Regions from separate parts of the Anas platyrhynchos genome. Here region 2 is linked to region 1. Evidence: chromatin contacts called from public Hi-C data. All regions are on one chromosome and are shown on one strand. Each heading gives the region's core, a stretch centred on a gene start, on an enhancer-like site or on the middle of the called end of the contact. The rest is flanking DNA. Distances are from core to core; before and after follow the strand shown.

Region 1 (5,953 bases), core at 1,599-4,098:
ATAAAAAACACTGTTCATGTCATGACTCCATCAGCAGTCCGTGAAGTATGTACACACCGCAATATTTACACAGCACATTTGTAGCCAGACAGCTCCCTCCTGGATACCAGAAGAGGCTCTGGTGCCCACTCCTTTCTCCTTGGCGAGGGAAAGCTGTACTAAGGGCTCTGGGCTTGGCACATTGTCCTTTCCTCATGGGGAAGGACAGGCTTGTACCACTTCTCTGACAACGGAAGTCACCCAGATGAAATGGGGAGAACTAAACTGTTCGTCTCCAAGGACTATTATCACAGATTTGTTTCCCTTCATCTACCTACTGTAAAGAGTTAAAACTGATGGATGAGTGAAAGCAGTAAGAATGAACACAAGACACCCTAGTGGATCAACTTTATTCCAGTATAACATGACAAACATTCTGGTCTTCCTTCAAAAGGGACCACTGTCTTCAGAAGAGAAACGTATGAGCTCCCATTAAAAAGAAACGGTTTCTAATAGATTGATAGGGGATCTTCTACATAGGGACATAGGGAGTTTTGAAACATGTCTGTATACTTCTTTAGTACATTAAGAATTTTTCCTTTGGTACATTAAAAATCTATTTTACAAACCTTTTCAAAGCACCTTGTTTATGCTGTAAAGATAAAAAAAAAAAAAGAAAAAAAAAAAAAAGAAAAGGAGGAGGTGGATAAACCAGTGGAACTGAGACTGCACAAGTAGGTCTCATCTGTATCTAAGTATATCCAGATACACATTAAGTGCCAACTCCTTAGTAAGCTCGATAATAAATCTAGCACACAAGTGTAAGAACTACATACAGGAACTGAGACTTCTTCCATTAAGAAGTGGACTGTAAGCGCACACAACTTTTTTTAAACCACTAAGCAAATAATAAACACACACCTCAGCAAAAAAATAAACAGCAGAACACAGCTCTGCTTTTGCCCAACTGTTTTGCCTTAAATTACCTTTTACCATTGTCTGAAGGACTTAACTGTTTGAATTACCCTTGTTCTTTTTTTTTTTTTTCCCCATTATTTTTTCCCTCCAGCATCATCCAGCTTGAATAAAAGACCCATTGCCCTCTTGTGGCTCTGTTACTCGTGAGCAGACTCTTTTCACAAGGAAGCTGAATCTGAGAATAGCCCATCGCAGACTTTTTGTATCTCTTAAGATTTGCATCATGGAAGGAAATGCTGGCTTCTGTCCAGTTCTGTGATTTACTGTAACCTTCCAAAGGAACATCCAGTTGATTAGTACAATTTAGTAGTCATGCCAAAAACAAAGAATAGGAATATTTCTGGCATGTTCTTTTTCCAAACATCCAAGCATAATGAGAGAGATTGTGCCTGTTTGCTATTTCTGCATTCAGAACCTGAGATGTTGTGTTCAGTTCCCTTATTCTTATTTGAAGTCCCATTTTTGATGTGGCTCAGTGATGTGTCAGAGACTGAAACCTCGCTGCTGAAAGGAAATTGTTATTATTCCCTCAGATCAATAGAAATGCAATTACATTTGATCAGATGAAAAAAAAACACCACACAGAATGCATGGAAATATTCACCAATACAATGCACCGACCATGTAAACCACAAAAAATAGGCAGCAAAACAAAATGTAGAAATATGTCTTTTACTCCCAAATAACCCTGCTTTTTCTGTTTTATGGTTTCTAATCAGCACAAAGACTCATGTCAACCAGCGCTAAAACACTTCAACACTTCTCCCCTTCTCCCTCACATCACATCAAGGAAATATCGATAATTTGCTCTTCATACCTACTTTCTCTGAATCCAACCCTCACACAGAATCCTTCACCTTCCCAAGAGGGTTTCCTTCACTGCAGCCATGAAAACAGCAAGATCAAGTGGAAAGCAAGAGAGCAGGTTATTTTTTCTACACCTTTTGTAGAATAAGTATGTCAAAGGACTAAAATCAGACAGCAGATAGATGTAACTGACAACACCAGTGTCTTTATATTATTTCCACAGCAAAATTTCAAAAAATATTACGACATCAGATACAGTGGTTATCAGATTTCTAGTCATCTTGTTCAGTTACAACTTGGCTGTACTTAATCACTATGACCTACCTTTATGAAGATCATAAATTACTCATCTAAGTTGCTTTACTCTCATTAGCTGACCATTTTTACAATAATATATTCAAGAACCATTGCAATGTCTGGATTAATCTGTGAGGCAAATTTAATAAAATTCCAAGTCATCTTTCTAGGTAAACTGAAAAGTCTGAGCTGAAAAATGCCTGGAACTTACTGGGGCAAAAGAATCACTGATTATTATTTTTTCCCTTAAAATTGTATTCCGTTCACTGCCCCAAAATTCTGGCTGCACAGCAGCAGCAGGTGGATAAGAGATTTCTGTTAGCCAGACTGAGCTCAGGAATGTGGAAAATGAGCCCAAAGCATAAAATAAAGAATAATTATTTAAAAAAAAAAAAAAAAAAAGGAATAATTGATGAACCTTCAATTCATACTTGGCTAGCAAAGCACATAGGATACAGGATGTGCAGCTTTATCTGTTTGTGCTAGCGCACCTCAGCATCTGGCTGTCATAGCAGATATAAACTTGGTGGCAGATGTTTGCAAGAATCCCTGAGGAAAGGCTGTTTCTGTAGTTAGAAGCGTCCAGGGAAGCTTGTTCATTTTGCCACGTTTTTGTCACCCTTCCATTTTGAATCATCATTCTTCTCCCCCTTGTCTGTCTGTCTTGGACAGGACAAGCCTCTTGGCAATGGCTCACTGAACTGAATCTTCTCCAAAAATGTCCTCACTGTCCCAAGTTCCTAATCTTTCCATACTTTCTCCAGTTTCATCCAGAGACCACTGGCAATAGCCAAGGCCTCCTCAAATACTGCACATTCAGGCACAGCCCAGATGCAAACTTGTGTTTCAAACCTCCACATCCACGGGCCACAAGTGACGTTTTGCCCTACAGTCCGCCTCTAGCCTTGCATAGTGTCCCTGAGAGGATTGCACACCTCTTACATGCCTTAGCACTGTTCAGCATTCATGAAGTGGGAATTTGCTAACAGCCCAGTTGAGATGCAACAGAATGGTGTCAACAACCCCTTCTCTTTACCCATCCCAGTAAATCCACACCTGACATGTAAACCATTCAAAGATACATTTCGCATCTCAATTTGCCTGTGTTGCTACTACCTCCTTCCTTGCTCTATGAATACAACCTTTGGGAAAACAACCCCTACAATCCAAATTCAAACATGAATATACAACCTTTTTCAAGCCTCCTTTCATTTAGGAACTTCAATCTATCCCAAATGAGAGAGAAAGAATATCTAAAATTCTCATGACTCCAGATAAGAAAAAGGTTAGTTTTCCACAAAATACATAGACCAAGTACTTGTCTGCACTTTAGGTGCCTGATTATACCCACTTCGCACATCCAGCTCTAACCTGAAAGATGGGGGGAAAGTACAGTCCATGCTAAGAATGACTTGGCTCATACATTTCAGTCCTGAATACAGCTTTTGACAAAGGAATCAGAGAATGCTAGATACCAGTTAGTGCTAGTAAATTCGAAAATGTATTTCTATTATTGAAAAATAGCCTAGCTTTAATCCCTAAACAAGTAAACCAATTTGCAAACCACTCCATACCAAATGGGCTGAGCACTTCTCAGAAATCTAGCCCATCACATCAGTTGTCACACTTATTTGCTTCTTCATTCATTAGGTGCCTCCTTTTTTTTTTCTTCATTTATTTTATATTGCAGAACCTTAAAGTTTAGTTTAGTACCACTGCAGATAGCCATGACCTTTAGCCAGGATGAAAGCCATGAATTCATAACCTACACACAAATGACTTCATACTACATTTCCAACCACCGGAGGCATGTGGTCCCCCACTTGGCACTCTCTTGTTGGAGCTCCCTGCCCTGTGGCTCTTGCACAGCTTTTTTACTCACAGTCTTAGAACTAAGATGAATTTCTACTACTTCAATGATTACTTTCTGTTGCTAGTTGATATGCCTTCTAATATTTACAGACAGACACCATGACTCAGTTTCAAGTGTCTGGCAGAGGTATGGTAGTGGATAGGAATTCTTTTAGAAAGTAACAAAGAAAATTAAATTTATGAGTGTTGTCGTCAGTTGCAATAAGAAATTAGCTTCTTTCAGGAAACACTTCATTTTATGGAAATGTGCATTGAACTTCTCTGGATTTCAGATCTGGCCATGCTACTTCTTAAGTTCCACTGCAAAATCTTAGAGCCAAGTACCTGCAATTGTGAGCAGCTTTGGATTCGTATCCCAATTCTAACTTAAATTATTTCATTTGAGCCAGCTGGGCCCATTTTACATTCAACATCTAACTAGACCTTTCCATGTCATGAAAATTTTACACAAATGCCCATTAGTGTTTCCCAGGGGAGAATACTATCCAACAATCATTAAGAAAAACTCTAAAGAAACATCATTTATTTTCTAGTACTTTTAAAAATACAACCATATCAACTCAATAGTTACAACCCAACCTGCTTTGAGACAAGACCAGGTTAAGTCTTCCTCCTCTTTTCCCCCTTTCATTTTGAGGGCATGGAGGATTATCCTATTGCCACTCACCACAGGCACCGTGAGCTTCACAGAACCAACAGTCAGAACTTCTCCAAAGCCAAAACCACAAGACCCTTTTCCTTCAGCATGAAGACAACACACCTCTAGGGCTCTCAATAAAATGGCCTGAGGCATGTCTTGGAGCAGTACCTATTTCATGCAGGAGAGGGCAGTGATATACACATGCACACAGCAATTAAATACATGTGCGTTTGGTCACGCTTCTTTAAAGTGCATGACTCTCCTGAAGACTCAGAAGCTATTCATCATCATTTAATTAAATCAAGGGAGATGTCACTATGGTATACAACCACCTCATGACACAGACTCAAAATGAATGCAAGTACTTCAGTGCTAAATGAGAGTAATAAATGCCTGGGGTTGAAAAGCAATTGTAAAAGGTACAGGATACTCAGGTGGGAAAAACAGTCTGCTTGAGAGCAAGCAGAGATCCACATCAATCAGTCATTTCTTTAAGAGTGGACAATTCAAATTTTGATTTCATATAGGCACCCACAAAGATGATCAGAACAGCAAAAGGGAAGGAGCTTTGCAAAGTATCCAAAGCTGAAATCTGCAAGATATTTTGTCATTGGACTCAGTAAAACCTAGTCATCTAAACACCAGCATGGATCTGAATCTTGAACATGTTTCAATAGCAAGCTAGTGAGACTTGGAAAACCTATAAAGACTTGTTCCCAAAACACTGTTTATTAAAATTTCAAGAATATCTCTACTTATAGTTTTGGAAAATAATCAAATTTCTTCTCATGGCTGAAGTAGTTCCCAAATATGTTTGTCTGGATTATAATTTGGTTGATTCTTTTTTTCCCCTCCTTTTTAATACAGAGCTCATAAAGAAAACCTTAAGACAAAAATAATACTCCTTAATATAAAGATCAGAAACTAAAAAGCATGATTTAAAGTGGACTAATGTACACACAGACAAGAGTAGAGATAAGTTAAAACCAAGCAAATGGTATTTGCACATCCCTCATGTGTCCAGTACCAGCACCACCAAGATACATTAAACACATATCTTAGGGTAACTAATAGCAATCTGCAGAAATATTCATTTAGTAACAAATTTTGTATTCAGCCAGCCTACAGGGGAAGCCTCACAAGCGCACTGAGAAGTCCAGTACATCCCACAAAACGTCTAAAGGGTGAAGCTTCATGACTGGGGGAGGCAGGAAAACCTGCCACGTGGGAGTGCTCACCCACTGCTACAGCAAATGCAGGCCTCTAGACAAAACTGCCCCCTACAACTGCAAAGAGCTCCAGAAACAGCATTACTCAAAACAGAAGCAATCAAGAAGAGAAACAGGAGCAGCACCCTGGCTTCCTGGGAGGAGCAGGGCA
Region 2 (5,953 bases), core at 1,437-3,936, 94 kb after region 1:
ATCAGCATTAACCTGCAAGCTCGCTTGGCAAGCCACAGGAACTAAGTGCTTCTCACTTGCTACCGAGCTCAATGTCTAATTAGCAAGAGCAATTCTGCCTGCCCCCAGAACTAAGTTGGAAACGTTAAGGAGCACTGCCAGGCTGTGTTCTGCAGAGCAGAATAAAGAGCACGCACAATTCTCACTCTTCTGGCTTAATCTGCAGCATCAGAAAGCTAAACAGATTTGCTTGCTAGCATGCTTCCGTAAGTATCCTTCTTAAGGTGAGGTATGTGCACTACAGAGCCTTGAAATAAGCACTGTCAAGCGTATGAGACATTTTCTGCAAGAAATCCAGCATGCAAATCTCATAAAACTAAAATAAGGGTGCAAACAGAAGCAATAAGGGTGCGAACAGAAGCCTGTTTTCAAGTATTTTCTGACCAAAGGGCAGAGTGTGAAAGAAAAACAGGTAGAAAAGAATAAGACAAATTAAGTGTCAGATAAGGACTTGTTTCAAAAAAAAAAAAAAAGTTAGGCACTTTTAAAAAACAGAATAAAAAAAACACAAAGAACAAATAGTATTTCCCAAGATGAACTGATTAAAAGCTTCTGAAATACAAGTTCTTCTATTCAATCTTTTAACTGTTAACAAAAAGGTTGCAATTGCCGAGCTGGAAAACTGCAGTGACAGTTCCGTACCCATACGAAAACAGACATGAGACTACCTAAAAGCCAGGCTTATAGAGAGAACGCATAAAACAAACTGCTTTCCTTCACCGAGAGCCCTAGACAAAGTCCCTGCAAGATGTCACGTACATTTACCTGCAGGAGCAACAAGATTAGCGCTAGGCAATCGAGCACTGCCAAAGCACCCATGAGAAGAGCCGTGGGGAAGCGTCTCACCTCTCCAGCCCGCAGGTGGCACGGAGCTGTTCGCAATGCGAGCGACACAGGCACCGTGGACACACGGAGAACAGAGCAGGACTTATCCTAGCAGGTAGCCACGCATCTGCATCACCCTGAGCGCTGGCACAAGCTTAGCACCAGCTTCTACCAGGACGCAAAGTCTCCGTGCTGATCCGCCAGCCGAAGGTTGATTTGACGTTTAAATGTCACCTGCGAGGGCTTTAGGGTCACGGGCTTCGGAAGCAAGCAAGCACGAGAAGCCGAGGAGCACCGCACTCACTTCTGATTCACTCCGCACACCGCCCCGCCAGGCGCTGAGGCTGAATGAAGGCGCAGCAGGAGAGCTTCACAGCCGCAGCGGGCGGCAGCCGGGCTCCCGGGGGAAGGCAAAACCACATCCCACGGCACGGCGAAAGGCAGCCAGTGCCATCTGGGGGGCAGGCGGAGGGCGGCAGGGGCCGAGGGAAGCCGCCGGGGGGACACCCCCGGGCCTCGCAGCGGCGGCTGCCCCCGGCTCACGGGGCCGCATGAGGCGGGACGGGGCGAGGGGACCGGGCGGCTCCGCTCCGCACCGCTCCCGGGGCTGGCCGAGCCCCGGCCCCGAGGTGCTGCGGCGGGCGGCGCCCCCTGCGAGCCTGGCGGGGCGCGCAGCTGACGGGGAGGAAGGAAGAGGAGGGGAGGGGAAAAAAAAAAAAAAAAAAAAAAAAAAAAAGTTATGAATGAAAACAAGGGCTTCCCCCCCGCCTTCTGCAGGGGGAGGGCGCAGCCCGAGGTCGCTGCTCCCTGCGGAGGGCGGACTTCCCGGCGTTTAAAGCGCCAGCGCACGGCGGCACGGCCGCTGCCGGGGCGGGGAATCCCCGCAGACGGCTGCGGGCAGCCGGCACGGCTCGGCTCGGCACAGCACAGCACGGCTCGGTATTGCACGGCACGGCTCGGCTCCTTCCCCCCCGGGTCTGCCCGGAGCCCCCCGGCCGCTGAGCGCCGCCCGGGCTCTGTCAGGGCACCGCCGCCCTCCTCCTCCTCGCCCTCCGCCCCGCTCCGTGCCGCCCGGCACCTGCTCGCCCCGCCGCTTCCAGGCGCAAAAAAAAAAAAAAAAAAGCACGCCCCGAAGCCCATTACCTCCCTAATTACGCCGGGAGGCGCTAATTGCGGCCAAGCCGGGCTCGCAGCCCACCCCGCCGCCCCTCGGGGGTCGCCTGCCCCTCGCTCCCCGCGGCTGCTGCGAGGGGCAGCGCTCCGCCCGTCCTCCCGAGGCAGACACCGGGCTTGCAGCGATGCTAGAAACCAGCAGCAGCGGTAGTAAAAGCAGCACCGACGACCGTAAAGCAGCTCGAGCCTCACCGCGGCGGCTCCGCGGGGCGCTCCCGGCACCGGCCAGGGCTGAGCGCGGGGGCAGCGGGGAGCGGGGCTGCAGCCGGAGCCGAGCGGCTGCCATGTGCTCGGCGCTGCCGTCGGCGGCCGCCTGACAGCCTGCGAGCCCGGCCGCCGCCTCGCCGCCAGCAGATCGGCTCCGGGGCTCGCCCCGCCGCCCCCTTCGCTCTCTTTTCCTCCCTCCCTCTCCGCCCGCCCGGCCCCGCACCTGCCCCAGCCCCAGCCCCTGCCCCTGCCCCGGCCCCGGCGGCGCGCAGCTTACCGGAGGGCGAGGTGAGAGCCTGCCTGCCGGGGCACATTGGCGGCCCCGGCGCGGAGTCCAGCCCGGGCAGTGCAGGCAGCCTGGCGCCGTCCCGCCGCCGCGCCGGAGTGAGCGCGGCCGCGCTCCGCCGCCTTTCAGCGCGCAGCCCCCGCCCGCCGCCCGGCCGCGCCCCCGTGATGCCGATGTGTCACCGCGCGGCGCCCCCGAAATCCCGGACTGGACTCCGCCCGCGCACGGCTCCAGCCCGCGGGGGCCGCGCCGCCCGCCCGCCTCCCGCCCCGAGTCCCTCCCGGCCCGGCCCTGCCCCGCGCCTCGCCCCCTCCCTCCCTCCCGCACGGCCCGGCCCGGCCCGGCCCGGCCCGGCACCGCCCGGCTCGGCCCGGCCGCAGGTGGCCGCCCCCGGCCCGGCCAGCAGGGGGAGCGGGAGCCCCGAGGGGCCCGGCCCGCACGGAGGGGCAGCGGTGTGAGGGGTGGGGGGGCTGCGGCAAGGCCCTGCGGGGGTCGAGGCTCGGCGCTGAGCCGCCCGCTCGTGTCGAGCCAGGGGTCGTTTAGAGGCACCTTGAAGAACGCGGGGAAAGGATGTTAAAGGAAATCAGCGTTTGGGGAGTTATTTCTAAGAATGTGCAACCTACTGGGACGTGCGAGGCTCTTCACTACTTGGCTAACCATCCCTTAGGTCCCAAGTTTATCCAAAGTATTCTAACTGGCTTTTACAATCTCCTACAGGAAGGTGAAGATCTCCCATCGTCTGTCCCAAAGGAAAACAAAAAATACACACACACACTACGAATACTCAAAGCTGCTTATGGGGAACCTCCATTCTTACTAATACCAATCCTTGCAAACAAGAAAATACCTGTGCAAAGAAAAGACCTGTGCAAAAAATCCTTACAAACGAGAAAATAGCCATGCAAAGCTATTCTGCTGTAGCACCCCCTGTCCACCCAGACCACATGCACTGTCCCCGTGCAATTATTTTTCATTAATCTTCACCAGGCTTGGAAAGAAAATATCCAAACCACATTTTTTTTTTTTTAATTTCCATCACTATACAAAAAATTGATTTCAACAATGTATTTCTCCGTGAAATAAATACAGATGATCTATCAATTCTGAAATATCATTCGGATGTATCGTCTGATACAGACGAACTATCAATCAGACAGATGAACTTCCAATCACAGAGGCTCAAGTGACAAGCATGGCCATAAAATAAGCCAGTTCATTACTAATATTACAAGGGGTATTAGAAAATGGGATTCCTCACCGAAAGCACTCTCAGACACACTGCAAGCAGAAAGCAAAAAGCTAACTTTTGAAATTTCTGAAACCCATCTGAAACCTTTGGAACCTACCACTCTTCCAACTAACAGTAATTCCTACTGAAGAACAAAAATAACCACCAAAAAATAACAAAAGTTACTATGGGAGTGTAGCGCTTCGTGGTGCAAATCTATCATCTCCCACTATACTTTAGCTTTATTTCACACACAGAAAAAAAAACAACTCTGTTTTAAGTACAGATGAAAAACCAGCATTATATAGGTGTGCTATACATACTAATTCTTGCAGCGGTGCTGACAGGAGGAGCATCGGCGGCAGCAGTAGGTAAACTGCAGATAAACTGCAGATAACCGCACTGCTGGGGTCAGCGGGGCTCTGCTGCACGGCCAGGCACACTCGCATCTAGCAACCGACTGTCTTCTCACACAAGTCAGTGCATTTCTTTCCTAGGAAACTGCTGTGAAAACATTGCTTAACACCTTTTAATGCACATCTCCAAAGCGGGTACTACCTTAAAAAACTATGCCAAGCGTAACAGCCTGATTTTAGAAATACAATACTAGGCTTAAATGGGTCAGTAAAATAATCAAGAATCCTGGCAGCGGTTTACTATCACTTGGCACCAGGACGAGCACTTCACTGAAACGAGGCAAAACCCTACAGCTAAACCAGAAGGCTCTCCACAGACTCAAGCAAACATGCCTGCATCTCACACAAGTCATCTCATTAGATTTTTCTTGGAAATGGTAGCAGTAAGAAGCTTGTGTTAGAAAAAGGAGAGCTAAAATTCTGCAGAAAAAGTTGGCAGCCTGGAAGAGGACTGACACACCTTATGACTACATCCTGGCACAACCTGAATTTGAGAATTGACAGACAGACAGGAATCCAAACTGTCCTCCGAGGGAGCCTCTCCATTCCACTGACGATAATAAAGTCAAGAGAGACCAGCCCTCTGTGCCCAGTGCTAATCCTCATGACAAACCTCCCAGAATTAGGTCCAAGAGACTGAATGACTGCTGATAGTCGTGATTCAGTCCCCGTTTCCGCTTTCACTTTGAGGATCATGTATGGGAGATAATCTCCACGTTCTGCAGTCGTATACTGCTTCTCCCTTGTGCAAGCGTCAGGGTGCCAGAAGACGTTGCACAGAATAAAAACAAAGTCCATGGTTGTTCCATTGTGTTTTGTTTCATTTTTTCATAATCCATACCCAGAAGCAGCTTTCCTAAGTCACTTGATTGAGCTTCATAGGTAGTGAACTACACCTCTGTGAAGAGGGATTGAATAAAACATGATCCTCCCACTATCAGTACTGAGTGACAGTGCTGCTGTGTTGCATCCCACCTGGAAATACCTTTGTATTTCCCCCTCAGCAGCATCTCCTGGCTCATGCCAGGGCACAGCTCCCAGCTGAGAACACGGACATGTACCCGGTCCCAGACGTCGGCACCTCATTCCACCTCCTGAGCTGTGTAAGGTGGCTTAGTTTGTGAAAAGCAAAACCCATCCAGTCTATCATCACACGCTATCATTTCAGACCAAGCAGGTGACAAGGCCTATACTTGAAGACTTCAATATTACTGTTCCCGTCACTCATCTTCCTTGGTGATAACCATCTTGAGCCAATATGGCTTTGAGGAAACTCAGCAGAGGAAGCGTCTACCTTTGCGCAAGGTATTTGTCAGTTAATAACCAGCCTTCACAGCTGTAACAACAATGCTGAAGTTATATGGGAATTAAAAATGGATTTAAAACACAACAATGCACGTCAGTATTTATAGCTGGATACAGTTATAAACAAAACTGCTGTGCCGGTCGTCTTACCCCTAGCACGTGCAGGCCGCGCTGCCCCATGCTGTGCAGCCAGGAGCCTGCCAGGATGGGTGCTGTGAGGAACAGCGGGGCTCTGCGGCTCCCAACACTTTTGTGTGGCAGAAACTCTGATGTTGCACTTTGCAGGGACCGGTGTTGGGAAGCTGAGGTCCCACAATATGCTCAGAGAGCCTCAAACCGAGCACAGGAAGACAGCGTGTGTTCTTTAGGAGAACGCGGTAACTGCGGCTTTTTGACATAGTAGGCCTACGTGTATATGTGTGTAAATAAAACTACAATAGCCGTCAGACATTGCTGAGATACTGTGGACGCAAG

The links. A called contact is a pair of places that touch in the nucleus more often than the background predicts.
Region 2: a Hi-C map of subcutaneous adipose tissue shows a contact between it and region 1, with 4 times the contacts expected there. The contact joins the promoter of SPRY1 here to the enhancer-like site in region 1. A contact is called at or near these places in 3 of 8 Hi-C or Micro-C datasets (liver, skeletal muscle and subcutaneous adipose tissue).

Annotation. Positions count from the first base shown.
Region 1 is chr4:45,962,918-45,968,870 of IASCAAS_PekinDuck_T2T, forward strand. No RefSeq gene overlaps it. Among named protein-coding and RNA genes, the nearest start is that of SPRY1, 94 kb to the right of the region's middle. Within about 2 kb of position 2,849, at least 1 of the 8 cell types and tissues checked has an H3K27ac peak or open chromatin away from gene starts, as enhancers often do. A contact at or near this core is called in subcutaneous adipose tissue, where this site is marked.
Region 2 is chr4:46,056,828-46,062,780 of IASCAAS_PekinDuck_T2T, forward strand. It overlaps SPRY1 (sprouty RTK signaling antagonist 1), which reads right to left and starts at 2,687. Exons shown (of 2, transcript XM_027456822.3): 1 at 2,522-2,687.